Regions from separate parts of the Sus scrofa genome. Here regions 1 and 2 are each linked to region 3. A link is a contact called in public Hi-C data. All regions are on one chromosome and are shown on one strand. The core of a region is the stretch at or near the end of the contact, and the rest is flanking DNA. Distances in the headings are between cores, read along the strand shown. Region 1 holds the start of SEC62 (SEC62 homolog, preprotein translocation factor). Region 2 holds the start of TNIK (TRAF2 and NCK-interacting protein kinase). Region 3 holds the start of RPL22L1 (60S ribosomal protein L22-like 1).

The links. Hi-C and Micro-C count contacts between places; a contact is called where the count stands out from the background.
Region 1: a Hi-C map of heart right ventricle shows a contact between it and region 3, with 3 times the contacts expected there. The contact joins the promoter of SEC62 here to the promoter of RPL22L1 in region 3. A contact is called at or near these places in 2 of 47 Hi-C or Micro-C datasets (embryonic fibroblasts and heart right ventricle).
Region 2: a Hi-C map of liver shows a contact between it and region 3, with 3 times the contacts expected there. The contact joins the promoter of TNIK here to the promoter of RPL22L1 in region 3. A contact is called at or near these places in 2 of 5 promoter capture datasets (fetal liver and liver) and 2 of 47 Hi-C or Micro-C datasets (liver and skeletal muscle).

Annotation. Positions count from the first base shown.
Region 1 is chr13:108,658,341-108,662,540 of Sscrofa11.1, reverse strand. SEC62 (SEC62 homolog, preprotein translocation factor) reads right to left here and starts at 2,055. Exons shown (of 8, transcript NM_001105305.1): 1 at 2,020-2,055. The coding sequence starts at 2,055.
Region 2 is chr13:110,050,407-110,054,231 of Sscrofa11.1, reverse strand. It overlaps TNIK (TRAF2 and NCK-interacting protein kinase), which reads left to right and starts at 1,887. Exons shown (of 30, transcript XM_021071173.1): 1 at 1,887-2,373. The coding sequence starts at 2,317. It overlaps LOC106507999 (a long non-coding RNA gene), which reads right to left and starts at 1,756. Exons shown (of 6, transcript XR_002338109.1): 1 at 1,143-1,756; 2 at 1-37.
Region 3 is chr13:109,497,096-109,500,931 of Sscrofa11.1, reverse strand. RPL22L1 (60S ribosomal protein L22-like 1) reads left to right here and starts at 1,437. Exons shown (of 4, transcript XM_003358680.5): 1 at 1,437-1,576; 2 at 3,344-3,436; 3 at 3,616-3,737. The coding sequence starts at 1,568.

The sequences.
Region 1 (4,200 bases), core at 806-3,305, 840 kb after region 3:
AGCACTTCAAAGATCTCTACACCACTCTACACAGCACAGCTAAGTAGAAAACTTTTGAGAATGGGAAAATATTATTTTCATTTAATAGTATACCAATCTGATTTTTAACAATCAGGTCCTCACATATTTATCTGATCCCCAACTAAACAGTGGTAATTAAAGAGCTATTCTTCATGGAACTCACAACTCAAAGGTTTATTTACTTTATAGATAACTGTTAATCTTTCTGCAGCAAACCAAAATGCTTAACAAAAACCAAAACAAATCATCTTAAAGCGTTTATCCTTGGGGGTAGTGTGGGGGGAAGGAGTTATTTGCCAAGTACTCTTTTTTTCCAGAACAACCCAATGACAGTCTTTTTTCAGGTTCTTCTTAGAGATTTGGAAATTGAGGGGAAAAGTTAAGTAACTTGCCCAGTTACACAGCTAATAATTACTGAAACTGGAGTACAAACAGGCAGAGTCTGGCTTAAATTTTTGCTGCTAGTCACCACCACTACTATATAGGTTATCTTTCTGCTTAATACGAGGTCACACTAGAAATAAAGCAGCTCTTCAAAGTGAATTAGGATCACGTTTACAACAATTTTAAGAACAGCTGATACTGTAAAAATGACATTTTTTTAAGGCCACAAAATGCACCATTCATGCAAAGATAAGTCTTGGAAGTACTAATTTCACAACTTCAATACAAATTCTAATAAAAGGTTTATGTATCCATGTCTGACCAATAATACTAAATTTTGAAAGACGAGGAACAGTATAATTAGAAACTTCTTTAATACTCTTAAGCTTTGCTTTTATGACCTGTCTGAAATTGGGGGAATCTGTCTCTTTCTGATCCCCTTCTTTGCTCTTTTTGAAACTCCTTATTTCTGCCCAACTCCAAATTTACTGATCACTGGCATCTTTTTCTTTTTTTCTAGTACTTAAAAGTTTTTAGGAGAATTTTAACTTGCATAGCTCAAATCACCTGTGGTGTAAGCCAGACAAGAGATTAACTTTTAAAAAATGGGTAAATAAAAATTTGACAGAGCGCCATTCTAAACAATAACATAGTAAGGAACAGAGAGACAATGATGAGTGTAACGATTTATGATTAGTGTATTAACAATTTACAATGTGATATCAACTTATGATGACCCATGAAGGTTTCTAGGCACACAAGCTAATAATGAGACAATACAGAGCCTAAGATGTTCCACGTATTTAATCCTGTTGGCAAAGAGCAAGAACAACAGGGGGGAAATTGCAAAGAAGAAATACACAGATGACAGGCATGTGGAATGAGGGAGGGATGCTATGTAGGTTATGAGGATGACACACTGGCATGCGAAAGGTTTCTGGGCGCAACCCGCTCGCTGCAGTACGGAAGTTGTGTTTATTTACACTCTGTCGCCTGAAAGAAAGCTGGAAAGCTTCAACTGGACTCAAGTTAATAACAGTGAGAAGAAAGGAGGGTTCACGCAAACGAACATCTGGATCGCCGCCTGGGCCCCCGGGGCAGCTGACCAAACCCAGATCACTCCTCCCCACATACGGTCCTCGTATTTGCGCACAAAGAACTGGCAGCTTTAGGTCGGTCCTCCGCTTCCTTCTACCCTATTTACTGTGGCCTTAATTTGGGGACAGTCAAGACGAAAGGATGGGGTGGAGAAGGGAGGGGAGGAGCCCGGGGAGGGTCGGTGTCGGCGCTCGGCGGACGTGGACCTCCTAGGGCAGGCCCCTGCCGGCGCCACCACCGGAACCCTGGGCTGGCGGCCGCGCCTTCGCGTCCGATTCCGAGAGCGGCGCCTCGGGTCTTCCTCCGCTGCCCCAGTATCTCCGCCTCAGACACCACCGTCGCCAGCACCGCCCTCCCTCAGGCCCCTCACTTCGACGCAGCCCGTAACCAGCGGGCTCGCGGCGGAACCCCACCCCACCTCGCCCTCGACTTCGCTTGCCCTTCCCGGGAGCTTTCCCTGCTTCTTCCATTTTCAAGCGCCCTAAAGTCTCCTATCCCAGGGCTCGACTTTGCTACCTGAATCCGCTTCTTGTGCCGCCTGCGTTCCGCCATGTTGGCCGCTCCTCCCGGTTCCCTCTGACGTGGAGCGAGGCGGGGGCGCTGGAAACCTCGCGAGAGCGCGCTGCTGAGCCCGTTATATAACCTGGCGGCTGGCGGCGGGGGAGGGAAGCTGGCGAGAGGCGGATACCCAGGCGAGCCCCGGGAGTATTGGCAGCGCCTTGTCTCCCGTTTTTCTTCGGTTACTTTTGTTGCAGGAACTGGAAATCGCTGGGACCAGAAGGAAGTTGAAAAGTAGATCAAAGGACGTAAGGACTGGAAAAAGTCTTCCGTTCTCAAAACTGACTGAGCATCTGACACCTGGGAAGCTACTGAAATACAGATTCCCGGGCCCCACCCCCCTAGGAGTTGGTTCGTTTTGGGTGGAGCCTTTCACAGAGGATTTATAGACGTCTCTAACTGTGGCACTCTCTTGCCAATGAGCCCTGTCCTATCCATTCCCCACGTGTAAATTCTAAGCCCACTTTAAAGATGGGAAAGCTGAGACCACAGAGGTGCAGCGACATGAACTAAGTTATCGAAGGCTCCACAGTTGGTAGACGACGGCACAGCCGAAATCTAAGCCAATTATCTTTCCTTGTGCAATGTTGGGGGTAGTCAGGTTCATCTGAAACAAACTTTCGATTCGCTATTCCGTTTTTGATGTTGCTTCTGAAAACGCACCTTTAGAATCCAAGAGTCAAAGAGAACCCAGGGAAATAGAAGCAACTAATGAATAGGAGAAAGATTCTTAAGAATTGGGAATGAAGAAGATTGCAGGTTACTTTGAATCTGGTGAATTTACTGCTGTAACTATTATTTTAGAGGTACCTAGATCAAAGAGAATGGGCTTAAAATGCTAGTGTTTTTAGATAGAAATTCCCATGATTTTATGGAAATTTTAAAGCATTTTAAATGGTAAAAAATTGGGAAAATACAGAAAAGACAAAAATAAAAACCCCTAACGCTACCGCCCAGAGATCTGTTATTATTTTCTTCCAGTATTTTTTCCTACTGTGTGTGTGTATATTTGTATTTACATGTTTCTCAGTTCCTCCTCAACTGAAAATATACTGCATATGTTATGCAGTAGCCTTTTTTTTTCACTTAATGCTATGTTGAGCATTTATTATATCATTTAAAAGTTCATTTCCCATATTATATATGTAACCTAATAGCAATTAAATATTAAGACAAATAGTATCATATTGATGTCTATTGTTTTATAAAATAAGATGGCTGAAGTTCTTTTCTGGACTAGGCAATTATGCACTCTCAGGGCAGGGTCAGCAAGTCATTTAATTCCTTTCCCCCCTATAATTAATAATTAGGGTATATATAGTCAGAGATGGGGTGAAAAAAAGATGATTCCTATCAGTCAACCCAAAACATAACACTGGGTATGAAATGTCTTTATTTCCTTCAGTCCTTCTCTCCATCCAAAAGGAGGATAGAACTGTTTGGTATTGTTTCATTTAGAGAACATGGATTCTTTTCATAGGAAAGTTTGTTTATAAATGAAAGTATTATTGCACTTAATAGATGCTGAATGCCTACCAGATTCAAAATGCTAGGCTAGGACTATGATGGGGAAGAAAACCATTTGTGGACAATGATGCTACTGCCCCACCTCCTTTTTCTGCAGAATTTTTTTTTTTTTTTTTTTTTTTTAACGGTTGCACCTGCGACGGTGTATCAGAAGAGTTTTAAATTACTGTCCCTACATTCTTACTGACATTTACTCCTTACACTACAATGATTTGGTTTCTACGTCAACCATCCATTAATAATTCATGTCAAATTCAATAGCTTCTTTTGTAACATCTCATTATGTATTTGACAATATTGACCATTCATTTAATTTATTCTCCTTTTTTTGGCCTTAAGGATATTGGGTTCTTCCTTCTGATTTCTTTTTGGCTCCTCTCTCTTTACCTAGCTCTTAAATGTTCCTGTCCACCACGTTTTCACACTCATCCCTTTTCTCTATGCATTCTGGAGATTTTTATTCATGCTTACAGCTTAATTCCAAAATACTGCATACATATTTATTTCTAGCTGTCTTCTGGGTATCTCTGCTGGATGTTGAACTAGAAATCACCATTTCACCCTTAAAACCTGCCCCTTTTACAGTATTTTCAAACTATGGTAACTGCATCA
Region 2 (3,825 bases), core at 638-3,137, 550 kb before region 3:
TAATTATTTTCTTTCCACACTGAGACAACACATTAATCTAGATAAAAAAGGCACAGAGAAGGGAAAAATAAGGACAATGAGAAATAACAGGTTTTTTTTTTTTTTTACCTCATTTCGACATTACTTGGTGGCTTGCTGCAGTTACTACCTTGAGCTGGATGATTTTATTAGAGAATGAGAGATCAAATCTAATGTTTTGAGGAGCTCCGTTGTGGCAGAGCAGAAACTAATCTGACTAGCATCCATGAGGATGCAGGTTCGATCCCTGGCCTTGCTCAGTGGGTTAAGGATCCGGTGTTGCCATGAGTGTGAGTGGTGATGTAGGTCACAGATGGGGCTCCGATCTGGGGTTGCTGTGGCTGTGGTGTAGGCCAGCAGCTACAGCTCGGATATGACTCCCAGCCTAGGAACCTCCAAATGCCATGGGTGCAGCCCTAAAAAGACAAAAAACAAAAAGAAAAAACTAATGTTTTGAATATCACATATTCCAACGTTTGAATGGCCGTAACTCCTAGAAATGTTGTGATCACTGAGATGTTGGAACAATTTTCAAGTTTCATCATATGCACAATGCATATTAATAAACACAAGATTATTAACAAAAACAGCAGAGCGCATACCGAACGTTTGAAAATCTGATATCTGCAGTCTTGATGAACTAACTGCATTGGCTCCCATTCATTCATCTAAAAGCTTATTCTGAAGCTGATATTCACACTACTCGATTTAAAAACCCTCAGGGCATTTGGCTAGAAGAAAATTCTCTTCTTAAAGGAGGTGGAGAAAATGCTTTCAAAGCTACCGCTGTATTGGGGGAAAAGTTCAATTTTAGCATTTCATCCTATGGATTTCGCGTGGACAAGGCCAGAGAGGAAGGGCTGTGCGAGGGGACTGGGGGAAATGACTTCACACTCCAGATTACAGAATATCATGTTTACCACTGTAAACGTTCAGCCTTTAGAGGAGAAAGAGGGTGGAGGGGAATCGCTCTCAGCCGTAGGTCTTCTGTGTTACATCTTAGCCGACAGCCAAACTTTCTCTATCAGTCTGGGTAGGTCAGCAGCGGAAAAGCCTCCTGAAAGGAAAATGCTGGGTGCTAAGGCGGCGCGTGCTGCCTTAGCCAGTGTTGGCTTCGGAGTTACCTGAAGCAGTCAAGTCACTGCACCCGGAGAAAAATTCTCGTTTCAATTCGGTCGTTTCCGTGCGGGAATTGCGGCATGGGTAGGTTCTGGGTGTGGCGAGGCCCAAAGGAAGCTCAGATCTGCTAGCTTTCCCGCTTCTGGCAAACCTTCCTAACCCTGAGGCGGCGAGTGACCTGCCCTCGATAACTGCCCTCCGGGATCCCGGGGGCCCTGGCGGTCTCGACCCAGCGGCAGTTGCAATTTGGAGAAGCCCGGGGCTGGGCGCCCTGCGAGAGTGCGCGTCTCCCCGATTTGTTCCGCGGCTGGAGGCGGATCCTCTTCCCTCCACACAAGTCCTTATATGCACCGGTTGCACCAGCCCGCGCTACTCCAACCCCACAAATAATTAATGGGGGAGGGAGGGCATCGCTCTTTTCTTTTTTCCCTTCTGGATTTTTTTTTTTCAGCGCTAAAGCAATTGAACCCTGCCGAGAACCCCTCAAAATGAGACTGAAGGGCCATTTTGCTGCAGCGCACGAACTGGACACACGAAAATAAAGCCCCCTTGTCCCTACGATAAGCGAGGCATGGTTCAGGAACAGCTTTTCAGAACCAGCCCGATTAGCCTGCAAATGCCTGGGCTGAAAGGGTGAGTGCCCCTCCCCCACCCACGTTGGTGCAGAGGGACCGGGTCAGGAAGCGCGGCCTCTCCCGAGTCGGAGACCACGCCTCCTCCACCTCCCCCACCCCCACCTCCTCCTTTACTCCTCCCAGGAAGCGGTGATAGACAGTTCTGTGTGGTTCTCCACGCCCCCCCCCACCCCAGCTGAGTGGAGGAGTTGATGTGTCTCATTATAACAGCCAATGCAGCCGCCATCCACGCACAAGCAAAGAAGCATGTCCCATTTAAATACACCCACGCAGCCCCAGCGCCCTTAGCCGATCAGGGCGCGCAGCCCACACGCACCGCGGCTCCGGGCTTGGAGATCCGTGCAGGTTGGGCTCCCGGACTAGTGGACCGACGCGCGGAAGATCGCGTTCAGGCGCTGTGGGGCCGGGGTGGGCGGGGGAGGCTGGGCCCCGGGCCTCTGGCTCCACACCCGCATGAGGACGCGAGTGAAATAGACCAAGGTGGAATTTCTAAGGGAGAAGCTTCGGGGTGGTTTTGGTCCATTTCTCCCGCGAAGAAGTCGACATGGCGAGCGACTCCCCGGCTCGCAGCCTGGATGAAATCGATCTCTCGGCTTTGAGGGTGAGCAGAACATGTTTTCCGATTTCTTTCCAGTGTTTTGGGTCACGGTGAATTGAATGGGCTCCGTGTGTGTACTGGGGCTGTGGCTGGTGGGCAGAGACGGGCGAATGCGACGCGAGGGAACCTGGGTTCTAATTTTGATTCGGGGATCTGCTGAGGTGTTCCTGGCTAGCCCCCCACGGCAGGGGCTGTACGGTTCGTGTCCACCTTCGGTGGTAGCCAAGGCGCTCCCAAGAACGCGTGGAGATTATGCCAGTTTCATCTTAGACCGGTGTAAGAGCATTAAAAGGAAAGGCTCGTGTGTGTGTGTGTGTGTGTGTGTGTGTGTGTGTACAAGCCCCGGACGGTCGTCTAGTGCCAAGGCTCTAGATCCCACTATCTCTTTCTGCAAAAAGAATAACAGCGTGAATAAAGGCACTGGCCCCTCACGTTTTTCGGCTACCTCCAAGATGACATTGTGAGCCTGGCTGTCCCCACGAAGCCGAACCTGCCGCTCCAAGGGGACAGCTATTGCTATGCTGGTTTTGTAGATGGCACCTGCCTCCCCTCTTCCCCCTTTTCTGCCATTGGTGCCCAGACTCCCTCTCAGCGCTATCCTAAATGCCGGTCTGCCACTCACCTTTATTTATGGTTTTAACTCAGCCCTGCCTATGCCTTCTGACTTTGTGGCTATGACATTTCAGTTTTATGGCTGAACTTAAGCAGGTGAAAGGGATGTGTTCTCTGCTTTGCCCCCATCAGACCGGAACTCCTAGGAGAGAGAGGGAGAGAGAGTGTGTGTGTGTGTGTTTTCTCCGTGTCTGTGGCCAGTCCTTTGTAAAGCACCTGTCTCCCCCCAGCTCCCCTGGTTTGCATTTATCCTCACGTGAATTGCCTCAGACGCCGTTTCATTGTATTGACTAAGACATCACTGATATAGAATCCATTTTGCTGTTGTTTTGAGATCAGAATACCAGGAATCCTAGTGCAGCCTCGACGCCTCCCCACCCCCACCCCCCAATCCCAACACACTCCTTCAGGGAAGGGGGCAGAGCTTTCTTGCCATATTAATTAGATGCTGCCTGCTTGCCGGGAAGGGGGTGAGGGTTGGGGGGGGTGGCAGCAGCAGCGGGGGTCTCAGAAGGATTGGCCACCAATGTAAGCACGGCTTTTTCCTCTCTCGAATCAAAAATGAAATTAAAAAGAAAAAAGCGACTGTATATACTTGAAGCAAGGAGGATCGGTGAGATGGAATTGATGGTGGCTCTCAACACAGAGACACACAGGATGGGTGAAGCTTGGAAGTTCACACGCCCTCCTGAGGAATACATTGCTAGATTGATGCTAAATCTTGGGAATCTTGATACCAAATCTTCAGTACTTTTCTTAACATTGCCTCCTTGTCTACGGTTATTTTAAACAACTACCTTTGTGGTGAAAGTGGTACTTTTTCTTTAGTCTTCTTAATCCTCT
Region 3 (3,836 bases), core at 188-2,687:
TCTGAACTGTTCACTCAAGGAAAAGAAGGGAGCAGCAGCCACTTTGGGGCAGGTGCAACTTGGCAGCAACTCCTCACTTGTTTTTCACCTTCCACTTCTATGACTTCTCTGGGAGGCACGGGACTCTCGCGGGAACCTCTGTACTAACACTTATTTACACATGCACAACCTAAAAATACAAGGCAGTTACCACCCCAGGGACAACCCCTGACCAATGGGGGACAGGAAACTGGGGAAAAACGCTCCTCTCTCCTAAAAGAGAAATAGACAGAATGTAGGTTTGGGCATAAAGGGTATCTGTCACAATTGTCATTATTTTTTCCTGAGATGTATGGTAGCATTCACTGGTGAAGATATCTGGGTGTTTTTCCTGTGGAAAAGTTTTAATTACAAATTTATTTAAAAGATATAGGACTATTCAGATTTTCTGTTTCTCCTCATGTAAATTTTAGGTTGTATTTTTCTAGGTATTCATTTAACCTAATTTGACATATTCTGGCATACAGTAATTTCAACTGTTTTCTTTTTTTAATTTTTTTCTTTTCTTTTTAGGGCCACACACTCGCAGCACATGGAAGTTCCCAGGCTAGGGGTCAATCAGAGATACAGCTGCCAGCCTATGCCGCAGCCACAGCAACGCAGGATCCTAGCCACCTACATTAGAACTCACCGCAAGGTTGCCTCCTTAACCCACTGAGCGACGTCAGGGATCCAACCTGCAACCTCATGGTTACTAGTTGGATTCGTTTCCGCTGCACCACAATGAGAAAACTGCCAAACTGTTTTCCTTTTTAACTGAAGTATAACATATACATTTACAGAAAAGTACACAGATTATAAATTTACAGCTTGATGAATTTTCACAAACTACACATATTCATGTAACCCACCACCAAGATCAAGAAACAGACCACTACTAGATCTAGATGGAAGTCAGGTGTCCTAGGATTAACTCTAAAGCCTATAAAACCTATAAAATAAGAATAAATTACAAAATGTGAACAGATGAGTACTACATATTTTTCTCTTAAAGGTTTTTTTCCCCCTCAAGAATCTAGTTTATTTTGGCTCTCTGAAACACTGATTTCCCTCAAGAGTCATTTAGAAAACTCATAGTCAAAACATAGATAAATAAAGTTTTTGCTGGAAGACTATAAATGCAAAATAAGACAGGAAATCCCAAAGCAACCTGAGACATTGCCTTGACTTGACTGGAAAGAAGATCCAGGCGATTAGTGACTAATGTTTCCTGCTTCCTCGGTGTGTGCATCTGAAGAAGCCTCCCTGCAAGCAACCGCAGAGACCACTGTGGTCAACCAGCGTGCTGTCCCCAGCAGTGTAAAACTGCGAATCATTTCAACTACAGCCGCTGGCCGGTGCTCCTACGAAACCTGAGCGCCTCCAGGCCACGCCCTCGGTTTCCTGGGTTACTAGCCTCCAAGCACCTCCCAAGGTCTGTTCCGGGAGGCGGTGATCTTACGTTCTCGACGCGTGACTCAGCACGCTTTGGTATAAATACGTGCTGCCGGAAGACGCTTTCTCTCTTACCGCGTGGCCGGCCTCCAACATGGCGCCGGTGAGTGAACGTGATCTCGCCGGGAATTCTTACTTTGATGTAGATGTGTGTTTCAGGTGGCGAGTTGGGGGAGGCTAGTTCTAGATAAAGAGTGGTTAGAATTGGAGACTTGGGTCAGGAACACAACCAAGATTAAGGTTGTAAGTTTTTTCCTGACTCTTGACAACTGCTACGCGGCGAGGGCCCGGTATTGGCTTAGGATGGGTCGTGGTGGGAGCGCAGGAAAAGCGGAGGCACGACGGTGAAGGGGGCTAATAGAACAGCATTTGGGCTTTGTTTTTTCTCCCTGGTGCATGGTAAGGCAGTTGCTACTCTTTACAGTGGAAAGCAGATGTGGGTAATCGAGCGGGTCTTATAGCCTTACGAGGGCGGAGGGAGATAGGCGTCTCTCATTTCCCAGGATAGCCGCGGTTGTAGAGGTTTCAGAGAACTTTAGAACTAAGTTGGGGGAAAAGTTTGTTAACCTCACAAAGGAATTTTTTTAAAACGTGAAAGTCAACGACTCGGGCAAATATAAATGTTTGCTTCAAAGGTTTTATTGACCAGGGGACCAGTAAGGTCTTAAAGCTGGTCCAAAGAGCGTTTGAAGTGTTAGGGTAAAATTGCTGGGTTATATACAAAACTAGATAATGTGCAAAGGGGCCATAAGCCCTCTGGGCATATTTGTTCCACCGACAAATTATTTGCATTTCTGAAGTTAACTGATGGCCCAGCAGAGCTGTAAATTGCTCGGTCAAGCCCAGCTCCTGGGAATCGCTATTAACTGTTCGAAAGTTTAGGATGAATTTTTTTGGCACAAGTCTAAGGTAAAAAATAGCAGTTTAAGTGGCATTTTTTGGTGGGTGGATTTTAATGTGTAACTTTATTCTGTGGTATTGTTCGAAAAGTTTAGAGTATGGTAAACAAAGTACTTTTTCTTTTTTTTTTTTAAGACCACCAGACTGGTATCCTTTTCCTCACCCATAACAGCATTAAGGTTTAATTCCTTAGAATAAAATATCCTATTCTTGCATGAAGCTTAAGTTTTTCACGAAACTTTTCTTGATAACTTGAAACAATGTGAACCTGGTTAGAGGTCCAAACCAACGCAGATAGGTATTTATTAGTTTTGACTTGTAATAGAAAATAGATGCTTTTAGTCTCTTCCAATTGCAAAATAGGATTCTTTAGGAATCTTCTGATGAAGGAAACTGAAAGTATACTTTTTTTTTTTTTTTTTTTTTGTCTTTTTGCTGTATCTTGGGCCGCTCCCGCGGCATATGGAGGTTCCCAGGCTAGGGGTTGAATCGGAGCTGTAGCCACCGGCCTACGCCAGAGCCACAGCAACGCGGGATCCGAGCCACGTCTGCAACCTACACCACAGCTCACGGCAACGCCGGATCGTTAACCCACTGAGCAAGGGCAGGGACTGAACCCGCAACCTCATGGTTCCTAGTCGGATTCGTTAACCACTGCGCCACCACGGGAACTCCCTGAAAGTATACTTTGAGCTTTCTTGAGTATTATTGCACTTGTAAGACACTTGAATGATGAATAAGTGAAATTTCCATTGGACTTCATGTAACTTAGTTTTAACCAAATTAATGAGTGTACTCCATAGTGTGGCTTTGTATGTCCAATAGATGTTAAGCAATTTTTTAGAATTTTGCACCATTTCATATATATAGCCTCACAGTACATTGTACATCACTGAGCTGGTATAGATTTTTGGCTTTGAATAAAGTGAATAAATGGTTGTAGAGAGCCATAATTATATTGCCTTTGTAGAAGAAAGACAAGAAGCCTAAGAAGTCAACCTGGAAGTTTAATTTGGACCTGACTCATCCAGTAGAAGATGGAATTTTTGATGCTCGAAATTTTGTAAGTATCACTCTACCCAGGTGTTTTTTTTTTTTTTTTTTAAGTCATTGTAGTAGAATTCTTAATGAATTGAATATGTAATATTTGATTTTAACCTATGCTGTGTTCCTAGGGTGCCTTCCCTAGTGAATACCTAGGGTTTTCTTCCCTAGTGTGGCATTTTTTCTATTTTAAAATAGGAACAGTTTCTACGGGAGAAGGTTAAAGTGAATGGAAAAACTGGGAATCTTGGGAATGTTGTTCACATTGAACACTTCAAGAATAAAATCATGGTTGTTTCTGAGAAACAGTTCTCTAAAAGGTTGGTATTTGTTTTCCATGGTATATATTTTTTTAACAACATGGGGTGTTTTAATATTAGAATATGTTTGGAGTTCGTGTTGTGGCTCAGTGGAAACAA